3 separate regions of the Mus musculus genome follow, and regions 2 and 3 are each linked to region 1. A link is a contact called in public Hi-C data. All regions are on one chromosome and are shown on one strand. Each heading gives the region's core, a stretch centred on a gene start, on an enhancer-like site or on the middle of the called end of the contact. The rest is flanking DNA. Distances are from core to core; before and after follow the strand shown.

Region 1 (3,160 bases), core at 237-2,736:
AAATTTTGCTTTCTCTCTTCTCTCCTCCCCTTCTCCCATACCCTCTCCATCCTGCCCCCTTCTTTCTACTGGTGATTGAGCCCAGAGCCCTGCATGTGTTAGGCAAACACTCTGGAGTTGAGGTATATCTTTATACTTTAACTATGTGGGGTTAATAGCTACTATTTTGAACTGTACCAGCACAGAATGAAAAATGAGAAGAAGGAAGAGTTACTGTGAGGATCTTGTAATAATTAGCTGATGTATCTTTCAAGTTTGCCATCAAGAACTGTAATAACGTGTGCGTTCATGGCATGTGTGTGTCTGTGTGTATGTGTCTCTGTGTGTGTGTGTGTGTGTGTGTGTGTGTGTGTGTGTGTGTGTGTGTGTGTCTGTATTTCTGTGTGTTTGTCTGTATGTACCTGTGTGTTGTTTCATCTTTGTCACTTTGAGATGAAGCCTTGAAATTAATTTAAAAGGCAATCCATTATCCTTGCCAGGCCCAGCCTCTCAGCTGGAGTGACTTACCATCTACCGAGTCTTCCATAACATCTTTCTAGTGCTACATCAGTAGGGTTTTGGTTGTTTTTTTTTTAAATAGAGCATGTATCTCTCTGAGCCATGAATTTCTTGGTTCTTATTAGATATTACAGTTGGAGCTATGGATCCAAAGTCTGAAACTTTCTGTGTAACAGTCTGTAATATACAGAGCTTCTTGGTTTCCAGCTGTCTAGCTGACGGGCCTGGAGTTGTGAGGATTTGAGAATGGAAGGATATTTGAGTGGTTGAGACTTGGCTGGTATGCCATTCCTTACCAACCCTCCCCTCTCCCTCCCACTTCTCTACCCCACTCCCTCCTTCCCTTTCTTCACTTTTAGAAGCTTGGATTTTTAAATGGAAATCTGAATTTAAAGAACCTTCTAATGAAAGTCTTAACTTGTTCCAGAAATTTCAAAATGACACCTATTGCAGCCAAGGGCCACAAATAGTGTTTAAAAAATTGAATTCTTATTTCTTCTGTGCACATTGAAAAAGCTTCACATTGAGAAATGATTGATTTTAGTGTTTCACCAAATTGGATCTACTACAAAGCTCGGGCAGATTGATGTTATAGAAATAGCAGTCTTAAAGGAATTTATATATTTAAAAAGGCTTCGGGTGAACAGTGTGATTATCAGCTTTACCTGTGAGAGAAATTGCTAGGGGTGGTGGCTTCTCCCTCACACCAGGCTCTTTGGTATTGACAGATCCATTAGCGAGTGTAATTAGAAAAGCAAAGTCAGACTTGGAATAATTAGGTTAAAGTCACAAATGATGGCTGGACAGAATAATAGGTGTCGTTCCTGCTGCTGCGTGAAGGGGCCAAGGGAAGGGAGCAGGGCTGTGTGTCGAGATTTCCTTTCTGTGTTGGAGAGCTTAGTGGATTGTTCCGAACAACCAGGGCATTGCTTAAGTTCCTCTGAAGATGTCTGAAGAGCTTCATTTCCAGGGGGGAAATGGGCTGCAGAATGTTTGGCTAAACAAAAACACAGTCATAACAAAAGCAGAGTCGACTGTGTCCCAGGAGTGTTGAGAAATATGTGGTTTTGTGGGTTAGGATTGCACATGTTTTCATTCCTTTTCTTAACTCTTGGAAGGATGGTGAATTTATTTATAAGGAAAGCATTGCTTATTTTAAGAGACCTTCCGTCCATTGAACAGCTCTAAATACTTTTCATCAGAGACGTGATGTGAGAAAAGACTAATCTTGGCAATCACTCAGGGAAACACTGGCTTTCCAACGGGATTTGAGTATAACTATGTGGTTCTAAGCTTTCTTCCTATGGGTGAAGAACAGGAAGGACTTGAGAGACAGGTATATCAGCCACGGGTGTCCGTGATGCTCCGTGAGAGTAGCCAGATAGGCTTCCCTTGGCATCCTTGCCGTGCCCTGTCCTCACTGATGGGCATACTGAGTGTCAGCGGTGTGGGGATAGAAGCAAGAAAGGAGGAAGGGCATCCATAGCCTACATTGTCAAATGCCCCAGCCAGACTCTCAAGCCCATCACGTCTCGACTTTTGAGTCATAGGGGTTGAAAATTCAAAGGTCAGTATTATGATTTGTGACTTCTCAAATGAACTGGAAATTCTGGGAAATGGGTGCAGCTGGAAATCTGAGATTGTTCTATTAATAAGCAAACCCCACCATGACTCAGAAGGATAAACAGTATATATTTTTCTCATATAAGTGGAATCTGGAGAAAGAGAAGGAGGGAGGGAGGGAGGGAGGGAGGGAGGGAGGGAGGGAGGGAGGAGGAGGAGGAGGAGGAGGAGGAGGAGAAGAGGAAGAGGAAGAGGAAGAAGAAGAAGAAGAAGAAGAAGAAGAAGAAGAAGAAGAAGAAGAAGAAGAAGAAGAAGAAGAAGAAGAAGGAGAGAGATTTACATGAAAATAGAAAGGGACTGTGTGTGAAAGGAGAAGGGAGAGTCCAAAGGAAGGGCGGAAGCAGAACAAATGGTAGATAGAAGGAAATATTTGGGGAATGGAAGAGGACCAGGGAGTAAGGGGATGGAGAAGGACCAGAGAGAGAGGGGATGAGGGAGGGCAGTGTGGGGGTGAGTAAGACCATCTATGTATTGGTGGCTCCTTTGAGCAACCCAGAACTTGGGCAACTGAGATAGAAGGACCACCATAAATTCACCGTTAGCCTTGGGGTACATAGTAAGGCTGGGGCCAGCTTGAGCCACACAGTGCAAGATTTTTTAGTACATGTTAAAATCTCAAAGCTGAGGCTCTGCTCCTGCAAACGTGAAAAACCAGCAGGAATCAGCCTGTGCTATGCTGTAAGGTACCTAGAAGAGAGGGGACATGCCGATGTTCAGCTTAGATCAGGTCCCGTCTTACAAGTTGCCTGCTCGTGTCCTGAATCATTTATTCCAGGCTGAAGTTGGGGTCTTGTTAAGAAGTTGAGTGTGAGGTGAAGTCACCGACTATTGTGGGCTGCTTGAGTCCCAAGTGTGTCACAGCAGACTAGGGGTCAGGAGTGTAAGCTGAGGAGTCTATTCCTGGAGTAGGGATACAGCAGGGAGGGCTGCCAGGGGTGGGGTGGGGTGGGGGGGCACATACTGCTTACAGTGTCATGCCCTGGAGATGTCATGCAGAGGGAGGAGGAACCTGAGATGTCCATGGTGTCCCTAAGGAACA
Region 2 (3,160 bases), core at 376-2,875, 130 kb before region 1:
CCAAGAGCCTTATCACTGGGCCAGTCTCTGCCCACAATGCAGTGTGTGGTGCATAGGGAAGTCACATTGTCCTTCTAAACACTTTGGGTGCCTCAGATGGCCAATTGTTGTCATTAGATGGACTCCCTCTCAGGAATTTGAGCTGGCGGGTAGAGGGAGCAGTCTGCATATACTAGAAGCCATTTTTGTCCTCACTTCCTCTTCTGAACTTTTCTGAAAAAGCTCTCCCAGGAAATCATCTCTAGAATCCCAGCAGGTCGGAGAGGGAGTCAGAGGCTGTGGGAAATGGCAAAGCTACAGACCTGTTTGTGTTGGAAAGATGTAGGATTTTGAGGTCTCTGAGAAGCAAGCTCCATCTTTTTGCCTCACCCAAAAGGCATCTTCTTGTAGGAATGAAGGCCCATTGGGAAATATTCTTGCAGGTGGCCCCATCATTCAAGGATCACTGCTTCTGAGCTTCCATATTTGTCTCTGGGTTTTCAGAACTTGTCTCTGAGTTTTCAGGCAGGACCACTGTGTGGTCCACAGCAATTCCTTGACAAGTGCCCACAGGCACCTTAATGGCATTGTAATGGCTCCACTTGCTGCTTGAGTGGTTTTCAGTATACCCTCTAGCTGCTGTTTTCCTGGGGAGACTAGCTGGGGACTTGGTGAGTCACTTCTTGGCTGTCTGACATAGCAACTGTCCACCCGTGTCTCGGAGACAGCCTCTAGATCTTTGCCCAGGGAACCCTCTGGGATCCTGTACAGATCTCTCAGAGATCTTCCTGCAATGTTTGTCAGATCCTTGCAAAGGTCCTTCCAAATCTGGAATATGGCTGGACCCATTGATGAGACAGGCGCTCCTGTGGAGGCTCCTGGGTGGCTTTTATCTGCCAGTGTTGAGGAAGATGGAGCTTCAGGATTAACTTCTGCATGACCCATCTCTGGGAGTTGGTTCTCAGACTTTACCAGATGATATCTGGATCTTGTAGGGCCAGTGGCCCTGGTTGTTGGCCTTTGTGCTTGGATGAGAAGGTGTTCAGGGCCTTGGAACTCAGGAACCATCCAGCTCTGAGGTGTGACAGTGTCCCAAGGGAAGGGTTTCTGGAGACACGGGGGCCCAGGAACCACACATCTTTGAGAGGAAGTCTCCTTCCTCATTGGAGGCTTCCCAGCTCCAGGGAAGGATGTCCCCAGCTGAGCTCAGGAGCCTCAAGCCTACTCCTTCTCTTCCTTTCTTGTCTTCATTGCTTCTTGTCTTCTTCCAATGAGAGAAGAACATGACAGCAGAGCTCATGAAAGGCATTCATTGGTGTGTCCACAGTATGGAAGAATGCATCCTGGAATATTAGTGCCTATGGTTTCAGGAGAGTGCAGAGAGCACTTGCTAATTGGACAAAGTCCAGTGCTTGTATAGGTGTTCTTAGGGCATGGACCTTTCTAGAGTAAGATTTCCAGAGTGAGGATGGCTGGCATCTCAATTTCTGAGCCTGAGGGAGCTCAGGGATTGGTGAGTTTACCTGTTCAGGGATTGGTGGGTTTTGATGTCCAGGGATAGGTGAGTTTCTGTGGGAAGTTCAGGGTTTGGTGGATTTTCCTATTCAGGAATTGGTGGCTTTTATTCAGGCTTTTCACCTAGAATTAGCATAACGTGGGTGGGGCCTGTTGACATGCTGGAGATGACCCTTCTGACAGTTATGACAGTTAGTGGGGTTCTGGGGGAGGGGCCTGGCTGCTGGAGAGCCTCAGTCTCAGCCAGGACCATTTTCTGAGTTGAGGTTTACAAACTTTATAAAGTGTACAGAGTTTACAAAATATATAGAGTTTGCAAAGGGAGTCCAGGGCAGGAAAGCCATTCCTGGCACTTGAGTGGCCTGCATATCTAACCCAGGTGTTGTCATGAACCCCTTTTTAAAGTGTTGTTCCAGCTGCTCTCAGAGCTCTGGGTAATCTTGACAACATTCCCTTCTCTTGACAAGAAAGAACACCTGTCCTGGAAAGATGATTTGCTGGTAGAGGACACAGTCTTGAAGCTAGATTCTGAGGACCTGGAGGCAGGGATATCTGCAGCCAGCAGGACCTTGGAGGCACCGTCTTGAACAAACACACTAGTGGTACAGTCCTACCACTGACATTGGTAGCTGAGTCACAGTGAGCTGTGCACAGACCTACATCTTCTAGATCCTGGAGAATCGTTCTAGAATTGGACTACCCTTTGCAGGAAGTCTAAATCTCTCAGATGTCCCTTGCTAATTTGAGAGCTTGCCATCTCCCTGGCTTCCATGTTGAGTGCCCAGTCACAGGGCTCCTGCTGCTTTGCTTCCTCCAGTCCCCAGTACCTCTACTACTTGGTGACTGGGATACCATGCTGCTCTCCCAAACTGACAGCCCACGGCAGAGATCTCCAAAGGCCACACCCTCTCGCTCCTGGGTCTTATACACACCCTTGGCTTTGGCAAACAGGACGATGAGACCACATTTGCTGGCAATTGGCAGCTGAAGGACGACACCCTGAAAGAAGATGTGTTGTCTGTTCCACCACGGTCCCCACAGTTCCACATCATCTCTCCAGCTTTAAGGAGACCCCACCTTCCCTGCTGTGGCTTTCCAAAGCATCCAGAAGCACGCTTGCCGGCCCAGGAGTGTCCCAAATGGTGGGATAAAGTAGAGGAAGCATTTTAGCGCTTCTTACTGCTACATCAGTAATTCTTGACACCCAACCCCCTTTCAGATTCTCTCTTCCTCCTCCCTCTCAGCAACACACAAGGAAGGCGTGTGTCTCAGCTGGCAGGCTGCTTGCACAATACACACCGGAAGCTCTGGGTTCCACCCCAGCACCTTGTACAGAAGAGTGTGGTGGAGCACACCTATGTGGTCCCAGTCCTGGAGGCAGAAGGGTCAGAAGTTCAAGGTCAGTTTCAGCTATACAAGGATTTCAAAGTCAGCCTGGGTTACTAAGATCCTACCTTTAAAAAAAAATCAAATAAAAAAATACATGACAGTCACGATGGTTCACAGGGTGACCATGCTTGCCTCAAGTCAAGTGACCTGATCTCTGGGACCCAAGTGGGGGAAGGGGAGAACCAACTCTAACAAGGCGTCTTCTAACATCCACGAGTTGTCCTACACACACACACACACACACACACACACACACACACAGCGGATGTTTAAAAGT
Region 3 (3,160 bases), core at 275-2,774, 86 kb after region 1:
GGTGAGTATCAGTTTCTCAGGAGGAAACAGAGCAAGCAGTGGATGTTGTGAGCACCCACACCCACCGTGAGATTCATTGTAAGGCCTTGGCTTTAGCTAACATCCATTTAAATCCTTGAATATGGAGACTCAGCCAGAGGTGCAGTTCAAAGCCCAAGAATAATGGGTGGTCCAGGCCCCAGGCTCTGAGAACCAGCAGCTATAGCTGCAGCGGTTGGGTGGGCAGGTGGAAGGGTTCCGTCTTCACCACAAATCAGACACACAAAGTGAACTCTCAAGACAGCGTGTGTTAGGGTGGCCTCGCTCTCCAGCTGCCCTCGTGTGTTTGAGATTAAAAAGGTAGGAAATGATTCTGTAAGACCTTGAATTTACTTTTTAACACCTGACTTTATGTGTCCATTTATTTTATGCTCCATGTGTATGTGTGGGTGTGTACATACTGTGGCACACCTGTGGAAGTCAGAGGACATCTGGAAGGAGTCTGTCCTCTCCTTTCATTATGTATGCTCCAGGGAACAAACTCAGGTTGCCCTGCTTAGCAGCAAGCACATTTTACCCACTAAGCCATCATACCAACCTTCTATAAACAGACAGGCAGGTAGACAGGCAGGCAGACAGACAGGCAGACAGGCAGGCACACGTGTATACACACACACACACACACACACACACACACACACACACACACCTAAGCTGAGTTCTCTAACTAGGGCCTCGCAAGGTTCTACCAGGACCCTGTGCCTTCCTAGAGGCCTTGGTTAAAGAGTACATTCATAAACTCACTCTGAGTTTGACCAATCCCTTATGCTATAGGACTGACTGCATTCCTTACTAGCAGTCAGCTTGAGTATAGCCATATTGCAGTATTGGATATTGCTAGTCACATGGCCATAGTGTGGTTTGGCTGCAGCTTGTCCTCCTGAGGGCTTTGCACTGCCAGCTTGGTCCCCAGTGTGACAATGTGGAAAGATGACTCCACAGTTAAGAAGTGGGCCTATGGCTAGGTAGTCAGTCATATGTGTCATTGAGAGTCCCCTCTGTACCCTCAGTTCCCTGGTTCTTTTGATCTGCAGTGGAAGAATTCAGATAAGCCGTTGGGCTTATTATAGGTGATAGGTTCTGTGGCATGGTAAAGCAAGGCACTCTCAAAGCTTGGGACTGAACAGTGGCCAGAGGGACTATTGCACTGTGTACTCTATGTAAATTTTATACTTCTAGCTTCTACAACAGGCTGCTTTTCCTGGAAGCCTTGCTTCTTCCTTTCTCTCTCTCTCTCTCTCTCTCTCTCTCTCTCTCTCTCTCTCTCTCTTTCTTTCTTTTTTGTCTAGGTGATTGACAGACCCATTTGGATTCTGTTATGGGTGGGGCACAATGTTTTTGTTCTTTACCAGAAAGCTTCCTCCTGCCAGATAATCATCTTATGACCTTCTGGCAAATTCAGAATGCCACGTCTCCACCCAGGGCTGGAGATCACATTCTTGAGAGCAGCCTTCCGTCTAGAAGTTTCGGTTCCTGCTTCTACAAACTGCTGATGATGACAGAGGGTCCGCCCTCCCATCCCCCAGGCCTGGTGATATCTGATCAGCTCCTTAACAATGGAGACCACACTCTTGATTCTTAGAAGGTGTTACTGGGGAAGCTGTCTAGGCTCTCCCACAATAGTATGTTGAGGTTGTGTCTTGGGAAAAGAATTGAAGAAGATTTAGAGGAGGGCTTAAAGTATACATTTATTTAAATGGAGAGTAAGACCGTTCAGTGCACCGTCAGACTGGGAGTGAGCTCCAGCAAGCCTGTGGCTTAAGAGATCCTGAAGGGCCGGGCGTGGTGGCACACACCTTTAATCCCAGCACTCAGAAGGCAGAGGCAGGCGGATTTCTGAGTTCAAGGCCAGCCTGGTCTACAGAGTGAGTTCCAGGACAGCCAGAGCTATACAGAGAAACCCTGTCTCAGAGAGAGAGAGAGAGAGAGAGAGAGAGAGAGAGAGAGAGAGAGATCCTGAGGGTTCTTAGGGAGTTTCCAGAGGATTTTTACTGTTGTGGGGAGGGGTAATCCCTGAATGGGGTGGGCCTTTCTTTATCTGTCGGAGGGAAGTTGCATGATCAGGGGCAGTTCAGAGGAATGACTTGGTTTCTGGGTCCCTGAGTTGCTCTCCTTATGACTTATACTCATGTCTGTCTGTCCCTATCCTTTCTGACTGAAAGAGACTAATGGTGTCTCCCCGAGGGCGGGCGTTCATTCTTGGTGAGAAGAGGTTGTTATTCACTGAATTGAATCCACATCCGTAGGCTGCCTGCATGGGACAGGTTCCCTTTCTGTCTCTCAGCCATATTGTGATGCAGGCTGAGTGGCCCTTACTAGAGGCTTAAACAAAGCTGTCAGATCTTGGATTATCAGGATCCAAAAGTATGAGCTAAAAATCACCTTTAGGGATAGAGTGACAGTGGTTAAGAGCACCGGCTGCTCTTCCAGAGGACCCAGGTTCAATTCCCAGCACCCATATGGTAGTTCACAACCATCTGTAATTCTAGTTCCAAGGGATCTGATGAACTTGCTGGCTTCTTTGGCTTCGGACATACATGTGGTACACAGACATACATACAGGCAAAACAGCATGCATATAAAATTAAATAAGATTTAAAATTTTAAATGCATACTTTCATAAATTGTTAGAAACAAAGAATAATCTTTGTGTTGTACAAAGGAACACATGGACAGTGCAGAAATCAACTCAGCAAGGCGATGGGTCTTTCCTGCAGAATGCGTGCATTGGAACCCAGGTCAGGCTGGCAAGCACACTGGGGCCAGAGTAGCTCTGTCTTTTATCCCTGATGTAGGTGGTGACTCTCGTTTCCATGGATGAGAACTGACTGCACAGTCTTTATGATTGATTCATCAGTTCAAAGAAGGAGGGGGAAGGTTTGGAAAATGAGAGTCCCCCCCACCAGGCCGTCTTTGATTTTAAAATGTTAAATAAAAAAGTAAAATAAATTAATAACCATTTCTCACATAAACAACCAGTCTCAAGTACATTGTCATAGCAACGAAAACTGGAGGAGTTTCTTTCTAACATATGGACAGTTGGAGTCACATAGAGAAAGGTAGGACAAATAGTTCTCCAGGGAGACCTGGAGAACATCTCTGTGGCCAAGCATTCACTCAC

The links. A called contact is a pair of places that touch in the nucleus more often than the background predicts.
Region 2: a Hi-C map of bone marrow-derived macrophages shows a contact between it and region 1, with 27 read pairs. The contact joins the promoter of AY702103 here to the enhancer-like site in region 1. A contact is called at or near these places in 6 of 39 promoter capture datasets (the C10 cell line, cranial neural crest, embryonic stem cells and 3 more), 11 of 484 Hi-C or Micro-C datasets (B cells, adipose-derived mesenchymal stem cells, bone marrow-derived DN2 thymocytes and 7 more), 1 of 115 datasets of contacts at active chromatin or transcription factors (embryonic stem cells) and 1 of 9 other capture datasets (embryonic stem cells).
Region 3: a contact with region 1 is called in a Hi-C map of bone marrow-derived macrophages, with 1.7 times the contacts expected there. The contact joins two enhancer-like sites. A contact is called at or near these places in 2 of 484 Hi-C or Micro-C datasets (bone marrow-derived macrophages and liver) and 4 of 115 datasets of contacts at active chromatin or transcription factors (bone marrow-derived dendritic cells, embryonic fibroblasts, embryonic stem cells and 1 more).

The regions. Positions count from the first base shown.
Region 1 is chr17:50,109,582-50,112,741 of GRCm38.p6, reverse strand. All of the region lies in intron 2 of Rftn1 (raftlin lipid raft linker 1), which reads left to right. Among named protein-coding and RNA genes, the nearest start is that of Gm52302, 77 kb to the right of the region's middle. Within about 2 kb of position 1,486, at least 29 of the 459 cell types and tissues checked have an H3K27ac peak or open chromatin away from gene starts, as enhancers often do. A contact at or near this core is called in adipose-derived mesenchymal stem cells and bone marrow-derived macrophages, where this site is marked.
Region 2 is chr17:50,237,673-50,240,832 of GRCm38.p6, reverse strand. AY702103 (cDNA sequence AY702103) reads right to left here and starts at 1,625. Exons shown (of 2, transcript NR_131975.1): 1 at 1-1,625.
Region 3 is chr17:50,023,630-50,026,789 of GRCm38.p6, reverse strand. All of the region lies in intron 7 of Rftn1 (raftlin lipid raft linker 1), which reads left to right. Among named protein-coding and RNA genes, the nearest start is that of Gm52302, 9.3 kb to the left of the region's middle. Within about 2 kb of position 1,524, at least 98 of the 459 cell types and tissues checked have an H3K27ac peak or open chromatin away from gene starts, as enhancers often do. A contact at or near this core is called in bone marrow-derived macrophages, where this site is marked.